Linked DNA regions of Mus musculus: region 1 is linked to region 2. A link is a contact called in public HiChIP or PLAC-seq data. All regions are on one chromosome and are shown on one strand. The core of a region is the stretch at or near the end of the contact, and the rest is flanking DNA. Distances in the headings are between cores, read along the strand shown.

Region 1 (4,807 bases), core at 708-3,207, 1.5 Mb after region 2:
CTTTTTTTTTTCTTTCTTTTTTTTGGTTTTTTGAGACAGGGTTTCTCTGTAGCCTTGGCTATCCTGGAACTCACTCTCTAGACCAGGCTGGCCTCGAACTCAGAAATCCGCCTGCCTCTGCCTCCCAAGTGCTGGGATTAAAGGCGTGCGCCACCACTGCCTGGCACATCTGTCTGTCTGTCTTCCTTCCTCTCTCTCTCTTTCTTCTTTTTTTTTTTTTTATTTTTTTTGAGACAAGTTCTGTGTAACCCTGGCTGGCTAGGAGCAGCCACTAGCTACACTCACACATTCTCTCCCCCTATTTCAAAGACTATTCTTTCTCCGCATCATTTAAATGTGCTCCCCAAGGCTCTGCCCTGCCGCCTCAGATCCTGCTCCCTCATCCCAGGCGACCTTACTCATCCACATGGCTCCCTCATCTCTTGTCTGTGAGGGACTAAGATGCTCTGTGAGCACTGCACCACTGACTACTTCTCAAGGCTCTACATTTTTAAAATTTATTTTATGTATGCGGATGTTTTGCCTGCCTGCAAATGCTGGATGCCCTGGAAAGGAGTTACAGCAAGTTGTGAACTGCAATGTGGGTGCCAGGAGTCAAACGCAGATCCTCTGGAAGCGCAGAGTGCTCTGAGCCCCCGAACCATCTCTCCAGCCCACGTCTATTTCTGATAAAGTAAGACTGCTCTTTGCCTGTAGCAGCTCTCCTGCGACCACCTGCTTGTCCTTGGCATTCATCCCCATGCACAGGGGCCTTGTTCTAGACTTTGGTTTTGTTTTTCTTTTTTTTTGAGACAGGGTTTCTCTGTGTAACCTTGGATGTCCTGGAACTCGTTCTGTAGACCAAGCTGGCCCCAAACTCACAGAGATTCACCTGCCTCTGCCTCCCAAGTGCCTGGATTAAAGGTTTGCACACGCCGCCGCCCGCCCCCCCCCCCTCCTTCTGTGGCAGCCCCAGGTACTTGTCAGGCAGAGTAACAGGCACTCCAGAAATGCATAATAAATTGACACAGATAATCAGCTTCTCTATTTAAGTTACCTGGTTTTCCTGTACAGAGAGCCTGAGAGGTAGTATCAAATGAAGAATCTCATTTTTTTTCAAACTTTCATAACCAGCAACAAAGACTCCTGAAATAAAACAGTAACTATGACAAAGAGTTAGAAATATCGTGGATCGTGGCTGGATTTATAAATTCTCCCAATACCTTCCCCATTCTCTGAGTAGCCTTGTGTCAGGGGATGGAAGTTGAATGGGTCTCCCTAGCGGCTCAGACTTTAAAATTCAGCCCATGAGGCAGAAACGCATCTCGTTTAGTAGCAGGCAAGATATATTACCTTTTTCACCAATCCACTCAAGGACTCGAGTGGCTCCTGAGAGGTCAAATGCATGGAAGTCTTGGTACCTGCAGGATAGGGTTACAAAAATCACGCGACGCACAGCTAACCAAGAACTGGGAGATCGCTGAAGGACTGGTGGAACCAGGCTCTGGAGTTAGGTAAACATGGGGCTGAATCTTTTCTTCTGCATTTTCCTCCCTGGTGTATGAGACCGGGCTGGCCATAAGGAACCAAGCCTTGGTTCCTCACCTGCGGAACTCCCATAAAGTTGATTTCCCCAAGTTGAGGTGAACAATCAGGAGAAACCTGTGTTCAAGTTAACCTAGAATCCGGCCCAGGGTAACCGGCCATGTGTGCCTTATCAGCCCTCACATGCGCGGATCTGGTCACATTACTTGCTTACAAAGGACCCAGAGTCCCAGAGCTAGAGGCCGGGGGTCAGGACCTCCATCGGTCCGTGCCTGGGCACTGCCCACGAGCCCACAACCGCACGCGCCCTCTCCCATTGCCCATCAGACCCGCCCACGGGCCAATTTACAATCGCAAAGACTCCACGAGCCAGTCCTCAGCGAGCTCCATAGCAACTGTGGCTTCCGTCGCTCCACTTCCGCCAGCCAGACTTCCTGGGCAGGCGCGCGCTCTCGCGAGGAGAGGGCGTGGTCTTCCGCTGGCTGGGGCGGAAGCGCTCAGCGCTGCGCGAAGCCCTGTTGATGTTTCTTCTGTTCTGTGTGCAGAGTCCGGGTGAAAACGACGCAAAAAAACCAGATCCATCGATGTCAGCTACAAGCAGGATCGGAGACATCAAATATACCCCTAATGTATATTTAGGATCAAGAATGTGCAGCCAAAGAGCTGTCAGTGTCCCAAAGCAGGTACAATACAGACTTAATTGGCACTTCAAGTGAACAGTTAATTTAAGTTTGCGTGTATTGTCCGTAAAGGATACTTAAGGACTTTTTTATTTTTTAAAATGAAAGGAATCTTGTTTAACTGGGGATGTAGCTCAGCTGCTAGAGTGCTTGCCCGGCATGCACGGAGTTAGCTTTTCAGTACCCCGTAAAAATAGACAAAAAACCCAGCGCGGTGGCGCATGACTGATCAGAAGTTTTAGGTCATCATCTGCTGCATAGAGAGTTCGAGGCCAGTCTACTGTTACACAGGACACGATCAACAAAGTATCTGACATTCCAACTTAATTTTTATTCGATAACTTTGGCAACATGTATGGAGGACCCTACATTCGGAGAAGAAAAAGAACACAGCAGGGCTGGATTCTAGTGTGGCTCTCTCCCGTATGCACCAGGTAGTGCACTAAAGTTTGCCATGGGGATCAAAGGTGGGGCGAGTGCAGCATAGTGTAGGTAGCCCCCCACTGCAGGGGAAGAAGCTTTTGGTAGCAGAACTCACTCGTGGCTGGATCAGTGCAGCCAACACAACACCTGACTGCTGAGAGCTGGCTGGCTGGTGCCATGGTGGGGGGTGATGGGGCTTTTCTAAGACCACCCTAGCTCTCTGAACATGCCACCCTCCAGAACCCTTCCCTCTTTCCTCAAATGTGGGTGGAAGGAGAGGCCCAGACATTCTGTGTAAAGAGCAGTATTTTTATTCACCACTTCACCAGGGAAGCAAGAAATACAGCAGGAAAGACTTTGTGTCTGCATCATTAACATTCCTGGTGACCCAACCAGAAATCACAGTAACAGATTAACACATTTGAGCTTAGGATTTACATCCAGAGGAGGCCACTGCTAGGGTTCCATTGTCAGCTTCCCTGGATGGACACATTCTAAGCCCAGCATCCGGTTTGTTCCATTATTGGCATCACTTCTGCAGTAGTGGCTCCAGCAGCCTCCTGTACTGAAGGCAAGAAGGGAAGACTTGACTCTGGAGTCCACAAATCAGGGAAATGCTGAGTGTACCCAGGAGGGCAGCTGCAGGCTCTCAGCTGAGCCTCTCAGTGAGAACCTTTCTCCCTGGAAGACCTGAGGAGTCAGGGGGATTGGTTTTCCCAGAATATAGCCCCAACTTCACAGGGTAGTCATGACAACTAAAGGACATCACAGAAACCAAGCCCAAGGCATTGGAGAAGTGTCAGCAACATGCCCTACCCCCCATGCTCTGCTGCAGACCTCACTCCCTGCCACTGGCCATGGCAGTATTGCTTTCTATGAGATTCTCTGGTTGGTCGTGGTATTTCAGGTCTTCCAAATAATGTCCCTAGAGGTGATGCGCTCTCTCTCTCTCTCTCTCTCTCTCTCTCTCTCTCTCTCTCTCTCTCTCTCTCTCTCTCTTTCTCTCTGGACTCAGCTAGCCCAAGCTTCTCGCTTTTGCATCAGGGGTTCCAGGGATGTTTGCTGGGACTGGAGGTAGACCTGCTTCTAAGGAATGTCTCTTCTCTGAGCATGTTCACACTGTGCTAAGCATAGTAGGGGTAGGAAGGGCGTCATAGCAAAGTCCTGCCAGAGGCTTGCAGACATGTGGTAGGAACTCCTGCTTCCAAGAGCTTTCTGGTTGCCCAGAACTGGACTGCACGTGATACAAATGATCTCATCTACTGGGAGGTGGGCCTGTTGTTTCTATTTGATGAAGACACATTTCTAAGGTTCCCCTAGCTAGTTAGCTAGGTGTGGCCCCAGCATGCATCCTACCCATCCCACTGCCTTCTGCACACAGCAATGAGTACCAGGGGACACCAGCAGGAGCCAAGAACGGAGGAGCTGCCACACCACCTGGCAGCACCACAAGGCCTTGAGCACCACAGGTCAATGCTTTACAACCAGCAGTGAGTCAAGCCCACTTCCACCAGGGGGACACCGACACTCATGTCCGAAGGCTTTGGTTTTTGTTTTTCCCAAACTCCTGATCTCAAACCATCCTCCTGCCTCAACCTATGAGGCATTTGGGACTGCAGGCAAGTGCATTGTTCTTGGTCTGCAGGGAATCTTGGTTATCACAACTTGGTGAGAAGGGAATGTGCTACTGGCCTCTGGCGGGTAGAGACCAGGGATGTGCTAAGCATCTCAAATGCAAAGGACAGCCCTGCAGAGCCTTTACTGTCAGGAACACTGGCATTGGGAAGTGGATGGGAGACTGGAAAGCAGGCTGGTTCTGAGGTGTCACCACTGGTCACTTCCCTTCCACCTCAAGGCCGTAGGGATCACAGCTTGGGACACAAGCACAGCCTGGCATGGCAAAGGTGGGCTTGGCTAATGACAGCTGGGGTGGACAAGGCTGTGTGGCCTGGAGAACACTCTATTTAAGAGCTAGAATACTCCTAGTCTGCGACGTCAGACTGGGGATGGGCAAGGAGGAACTTTTTCCCCCATGTAGTCTGGCTGCTGCGTCATTTTCCAGTCTTTGGGATATTCCCCCTTTGAGCCCTGGGACCTTGGCTTTCTGGAATCCATTACCGTCTGGCTAGGCAGTCCCACCCTGAAGACATGCTGGGCAGCAATTCTTCCATGCTGGTACT
Region 2 (5,259 bases), core at 2,636-5,135:
TAAGCTAAGGCTGGCCAGAGTCTTACAGGAGAGGGCTGCCTAGACCCAACCTGTGGGTCATGATCACTGAGGGTGGGGGATGGGGTGGTTGATGGACCCTTTCACAAGAGTTGCATATCAGATATCCTGAATATCAGATATTTACATTATGATTCATAAAGGTGACAAAATTATAGTTATGAAGGAGCAACAAAAATAATTTTATGGTTAAGGGGTCCCCACAACATGAGGAGGCGTATTAAAGGGTCTCAGCGTTAGGAAGGTGGAGAAGGACTTGCCCAGAGCATCTCAGGACAGTGGCAGGCAGGAGGCCCTCTGGGGAAGCAGAGCTCCCTGTGGCACAGCTTTCTGCTCACAGCCCTTCCCCTGCCTCCTCCTACCCTGCCCTCCCCTCCTCTCCCCAGAGTCCTGTTCACCTCTAGCTCCTCTGGCCAGAACAATGGGGGCACTGTCCTCAGTGGCCCACAAACCTCTGCTGCTGCACTGGCACACACCCTTCGGCTCCTTGGCCTCCCTGGCCCCAGCTGACTGAGGAGATGCGGGGAGGGGGCTTGCATTTGCACGGTCAGCATATTAGTGTAAAAAGCCTTTCAATTTTGTTTCCATCATGAGCTGAAATGGATGGGCATATTCGTGTCTCAATTTATTAAATAAAAATAAATTCATAGCTTTCTTGACTGCGATTTCCCAAGTAATGTTAATTTTGCTTGAAAAGCTGGCTATAGACAATCATCAGAATCTCATTCCAATCTTATTTGCTAATATTAACTCCTAGATCACACACACACACGTGTGTGTGTGTGTACATATATATATGTTCACACATATGTCTATACACACATATATCTATACACACACACATATATATACATGTACATACACATATATATCACAATGGGTATGAAAGAGTTAAAGAGGCTGTACCATTCAGAAAGGTATTCAGTAAGTTTTAGAAACTCAAGGTCAGAGCTGTTCTGGTGCAGAGGTATCAGACCCAAGTTTAGGAAGCAAGTAGAGGCAGCTACATCTGGGTTTTTGTTTGTTGTTGTTTTTTGAGACAGGGTTTCTCTATACAGCCCTGACTGTCCTGGAACTCACTATGTAGACCAGGATGGCCTTGAACCCAGAAATCCACCTGCCTCTGCCTCCCAGGTGCTGGGATTAAAGGTGTGTGCCACCACTGCCTGGCTGTTATTTTTTTAAATGTGTGTACATGAACACTCATGTTTGTATTAGCAGCTATGTATGCATGTGAAGTTCAGGTCAGAGGACAACTGTCAGTGCCATGTCTTGGGTTCTATCCACTTTCTTTCTTTTCTTTTCTTTTTTTTTTTTTTAATTAAAGATTTATTTATTTATTATATGTTAGTACACTGTAGCTGTCTTCAGACACACCAGAAGAGGGCATCAGATCTCATTACAGATGGTTGTGAGCCACCATGTGCTTGCTGGGATTTGAACTCAGGACCTCTGGAAGAGCAGTCAGTACTCTTAACCTCTGAGCCATCTCTCCAGCCCCTTTTTCCTTTCCTTTCCTTTCCTTTCCTTTCCTTTCCTTTCCTTTCCTTTCCTTTCCTTTCCTTTCCTTTCCTTTCCTTCCCTTCCCTTCCCTTCCCTTCCCTTCCCTTCCCTTCCCTTCCCTTCCCTTCCCTTTCTTTCTTTTTTTTTTTTTTTTTTTCTTTTCTTTTTTGAGACAAGGTCTCTCATTGGTCTGGAACTCACCAAGTCAGCTATGCTAGCTGGCCAGTGAGCCCCCAAATCTGCCTACCTCTGTCTCCCTGGCACTGGGATTACAAATGAGCGCCCCTTAAGTACCTACCTAGTGGCTCACATAGGGAGTCTAGCTGGTGAACTGAATGGGGAAAGATTAGCTGCTTAGTTAAGGAGGTCTGCCCCTGAGTGGAAAAGCTGATGCTAATCCAAATCTATCCTTTATCTTACTAACACTGTTAATGCTGGCCAGCCACGTGTTGGAGCATATTCGCAATCCCAGGCACTTGGGAAGTAGAAGCAGGAGGATTAGGAGTTCCAGGCCTGTTAACACCTTAGCATTACTTCTAGGCCCCGCCCAGCAGTTACCTAGCAACTGCCAGGTAAACTGGGGTTGCTATAAAAGGGACTGTTTGGTCTCTCTTCACTTTCTGACTTTCTCTCTCTGACCCCCTTTTCTCTCTCTGACTCCTTTCTCCCTCTCCTGCCCCACTCCATGTTCCTGGCCAGCGTCTTCTCTTTGTCTCTTTGTTCCAGCTCCATATCTTTCTCTCATTCTATCTCTCCCCTCGCTCTTTCTCTGTCTCTACTCCCTTCTCAACCCCCCTTCAACAGAATAAACTCTATGCTATACTAGACCTATGGCTGGTACCTTGCAGGGAAGGATGCCTTAGCGTGGGCCCACTGAGGTACCCTAACCCACTGCACCGTACCTCGCTCTTTAAAACATATTGTTGACTTTACAAAACACATCAAGGCCAATCACAGTTATGTCGCAAGTTAAAACCCAGCCTGGGCTAAGTGGGATCCTGACTAAGAAAACATAAGCAAAAAGTTAATGTTGCCGGGCGTGGTGGCGCACGCCTTTAATCCCAGCACTCGGGAGGCAGAGGCAGGCGGATTTCTGAGTTCGAGGCCAGCCTGGTCTACAAAGTGAGTTCCAGGACAACCAGAGCTATACAGAGAAACCCTGTCTCAAAAAACCAAAAAAAAAAAAAAACAACAACAACAAAAAAAAGTTAATGTTAATAAAAAAACAGGTAGCCAGGCAATGGTGGCACATGCCTTTAAACCCACCATTGGGAGGCAGTGGCAGGTGGATTTCTGAGTTCGAGGCCAGTCTGATCTACAAATTGAATTCCAGGACAGCTAGGGATATACAGAGAAACCCTGTCTCAAAACAAAACAAAAACCAAAAATTAATAAATAAAATAAATTAAAAACAGGTACTATGTTATTCATGTATCGGGGTAGACATTCATACAAACAATTTAATAAGTGTTATTAGATGCACACATGGAATGCTTATTTAATCTGTATAGATTGTTAACAGATTTACAGCTGAATGGTGCAGTCCTAGAAGGAGTTTGGAACTAGAAGGAGTTTGGAAGGAAGGTTTTGTGGGAAGATGGGATGAAGCCATCTGTTTCTTTAGTGAAGTAAAGGATTCCCCTCAGGGATCGCCCTCACCCTCAGCTGCTGGTTTTTAACAACTTCTCATATTTCAGTGTGGAGACCTAAATGTAGAAGAGTGATTCCCGAGAGGAATCCTTTGCTTCACTAAATAGTAATGCCTCTGCTTCTCCTCTACCATCCTAAGCACCTTCACATGCTTAGCTAGCCAGGAGCTTGTTGATTCTGGGCACTGTGCACAAGCTGCACCCTCAATCTAAAGTAGAATTTCGGTCCACTGCTTCATTGATCTTGACGGTGCACTCAGGTGGTTATTTACGAATGTATTGAACATTCACTGCTTCTGGGACGGACGGACACACACACTCACACTCACACTCACTCTCACTCACTCACTCACTCACTCACTCACTCACTCACTCACTCACTCACTCACTCACTCACTCACTCACTCATGCGGGCGCGCGCGAGGTGCTTCCGATGCAAAAGACCTGACCCTCCATCAATTGGTTCAATCTCTTCTGCACTGACTTCAACTACAGAGCTCTAAGAAAGCTTAACCCGGCCATACCATAACGCGCATGCTACTCTGAGGTTCCCCCCAAAGCGTGTGAGCCGGTTGCACCTCCCTCTCCCGCGAATTTGGGCCATCATCTCCGCAAAGATTCCCCCACTTTGTCATCTAAAATGGTACGCCCTACAGAGTTAGGAAGTCGGAAGTGCACCTCGGGGGCGGGACCTGTTGCTCTGGGCAACGGAAGTGCGGCTGCGTGGAGTAGAGCGGGAATTTTGGAAGGATCCCGAGCTGAGGTTGAGGTGACTGTTCAGGGTCTGTGCTTACAAGGAGGGAGGAAGTGGGACGGTGAGGACAGGCAGGGTCCCCTTGCGACGTGGCGTCCCGCCGTGCCTGGTTTCTGCGCAGGGGTCGGGGACATCAGCTTTGGCGGGTTTTTGCGAGGCTCGCTCCGTTCTGCCCTCCCTATTGGCCCTGCCCTGCAGTGTCAGCGCCTGCTTCTGGAGGGTCCCGCAGCCGGGTTTCGCGCGTGGAGCCCAGTGCCAGTGGGAAGAGAGGCCATTGACTTCGCATAGGATAGGCAGGATACTCAAGACGTGCACTGTCGAGCAGAACGGAGCTCCAAAAGCTAACGACCCCACCAGATGTTTTATTTAATTTCTCCATTTACATAGCGTTTATTTTAATATACAAAGCAATCACCCAGCCACCACTATAAGCACTTAGTATATTTTCGGCACCGTATATAGAAGTTAAGGTAGTAAAATCTACATTAGCTGCCTTATTTTATAGTTTCTGTTTCCTTTTAGTTTTGTTTTTGAGTCAGTGTCTTATATTGGCTACAGAGTGTGCCTGGTCATGTTTCCACCTGAGTGCTGGGATTACAGGAGAGCATCAACATGCTAGGTGTATACAAGTCTAGGGTTATGACGTCATCCAGCCCAGGGCGGCAGGCCTGCTAGGCAGTTCTACCGGCAGAGTTACGCCCTCTGGCCCACATCAGATATTTCTTATGTCCTTAATATAAGCTTGTTACTGTGCTCAAGATAACGATAAACCAAACTGGAAATACTCATGGAACTGTAGACCAGTGGGGGACCTAGCCATTAATTTAAAATGTAATATTAGAACTTGCCGGGGGAGGGAGGGGGGCTGGTGAGATGTCCCAGCAGTTAAGAGCATTGACTGTTCTTCCAGAGGTCCTGAGTTCAATTCCCGACAACCACCTGGTGGCTCACAACCATCTATAGGAGGATCTGATGCCCTCTTCAGGCAGGGGGATGTATATGCAGCAGAGCACTCATACATCAAATAAAATTGTTTAAAAAGTTAGTGACATTGTGGAAGGAATTTCACTGGTGTTTGTAGAGGAGGTAACACCGGAGCATCTGAGAGAGAGTGAGTTGAGCCGAGGTCTGAAGACTTTGTAGAAATTGAGAGCAAGGATGGGTATCTTTGTTTCAGATGAGAAATCGTTTATAAGGGTGTTGGGGATTTGAAGGACAGAAAACAATTTATTGTTCTTAGAAGAGTGATAAAATCAGAAACAGAATTAGCTCTGTGTACCTTTTCACGACCTCCGGCTTGGGTGGTGGTTACGTGCATAAGAACATCCTTGGTAG

The links. HiChIP or PLAC-seq counts read pairs in DNA pulled down with a chosen protein or histone mark.
Region 1: an HNF4G HiChIP or PLAC-seq map of pancreatic cancer cells shows a contact between it and region 2. The contact joins the promoter of Wdr73 here to the promoter of Fanci in region 2. A contact is called at or near these places in 1 of 39 promoter capture datasets (pre-B cells) and 2 of 115 datasets of contacts at active chromatin or transcription factors (embryonic stem cells and pancreatic cancer cells).

The regions. Positions count from the first base shown.
Region 1 is chr7:80,899,312-80,904,118 of GRCm38.p6, forward strand. Wdr73 (WD repeat domain 73) reads right to left here and starts at 1,958. Exons shown (of 8, transcript NM_028026.2): 1 at 1,874-1,958; 2 at 1,333-1,400; 3 at 1,037-1,125. The coding sequence starts at 1,914. Nmb (neuromedin B) reads right to left here. Exons shown (of 3, transcript NM_026523.4): 3 at 2,916-3,192. The coding sequence ends at 3,157.
Region 2 is chr7:79,388,453-79,393,711 of GRCm38.p6, forward strand. It overlaps Fanci (Fanconi anemia, complementation group I), which reads left to right and starts at 3,886. Exons shown (of 38, transcript NM_145946.2): 1 at 3,886-3,939. It also overlaps a transcript of Rlbp1 not described here.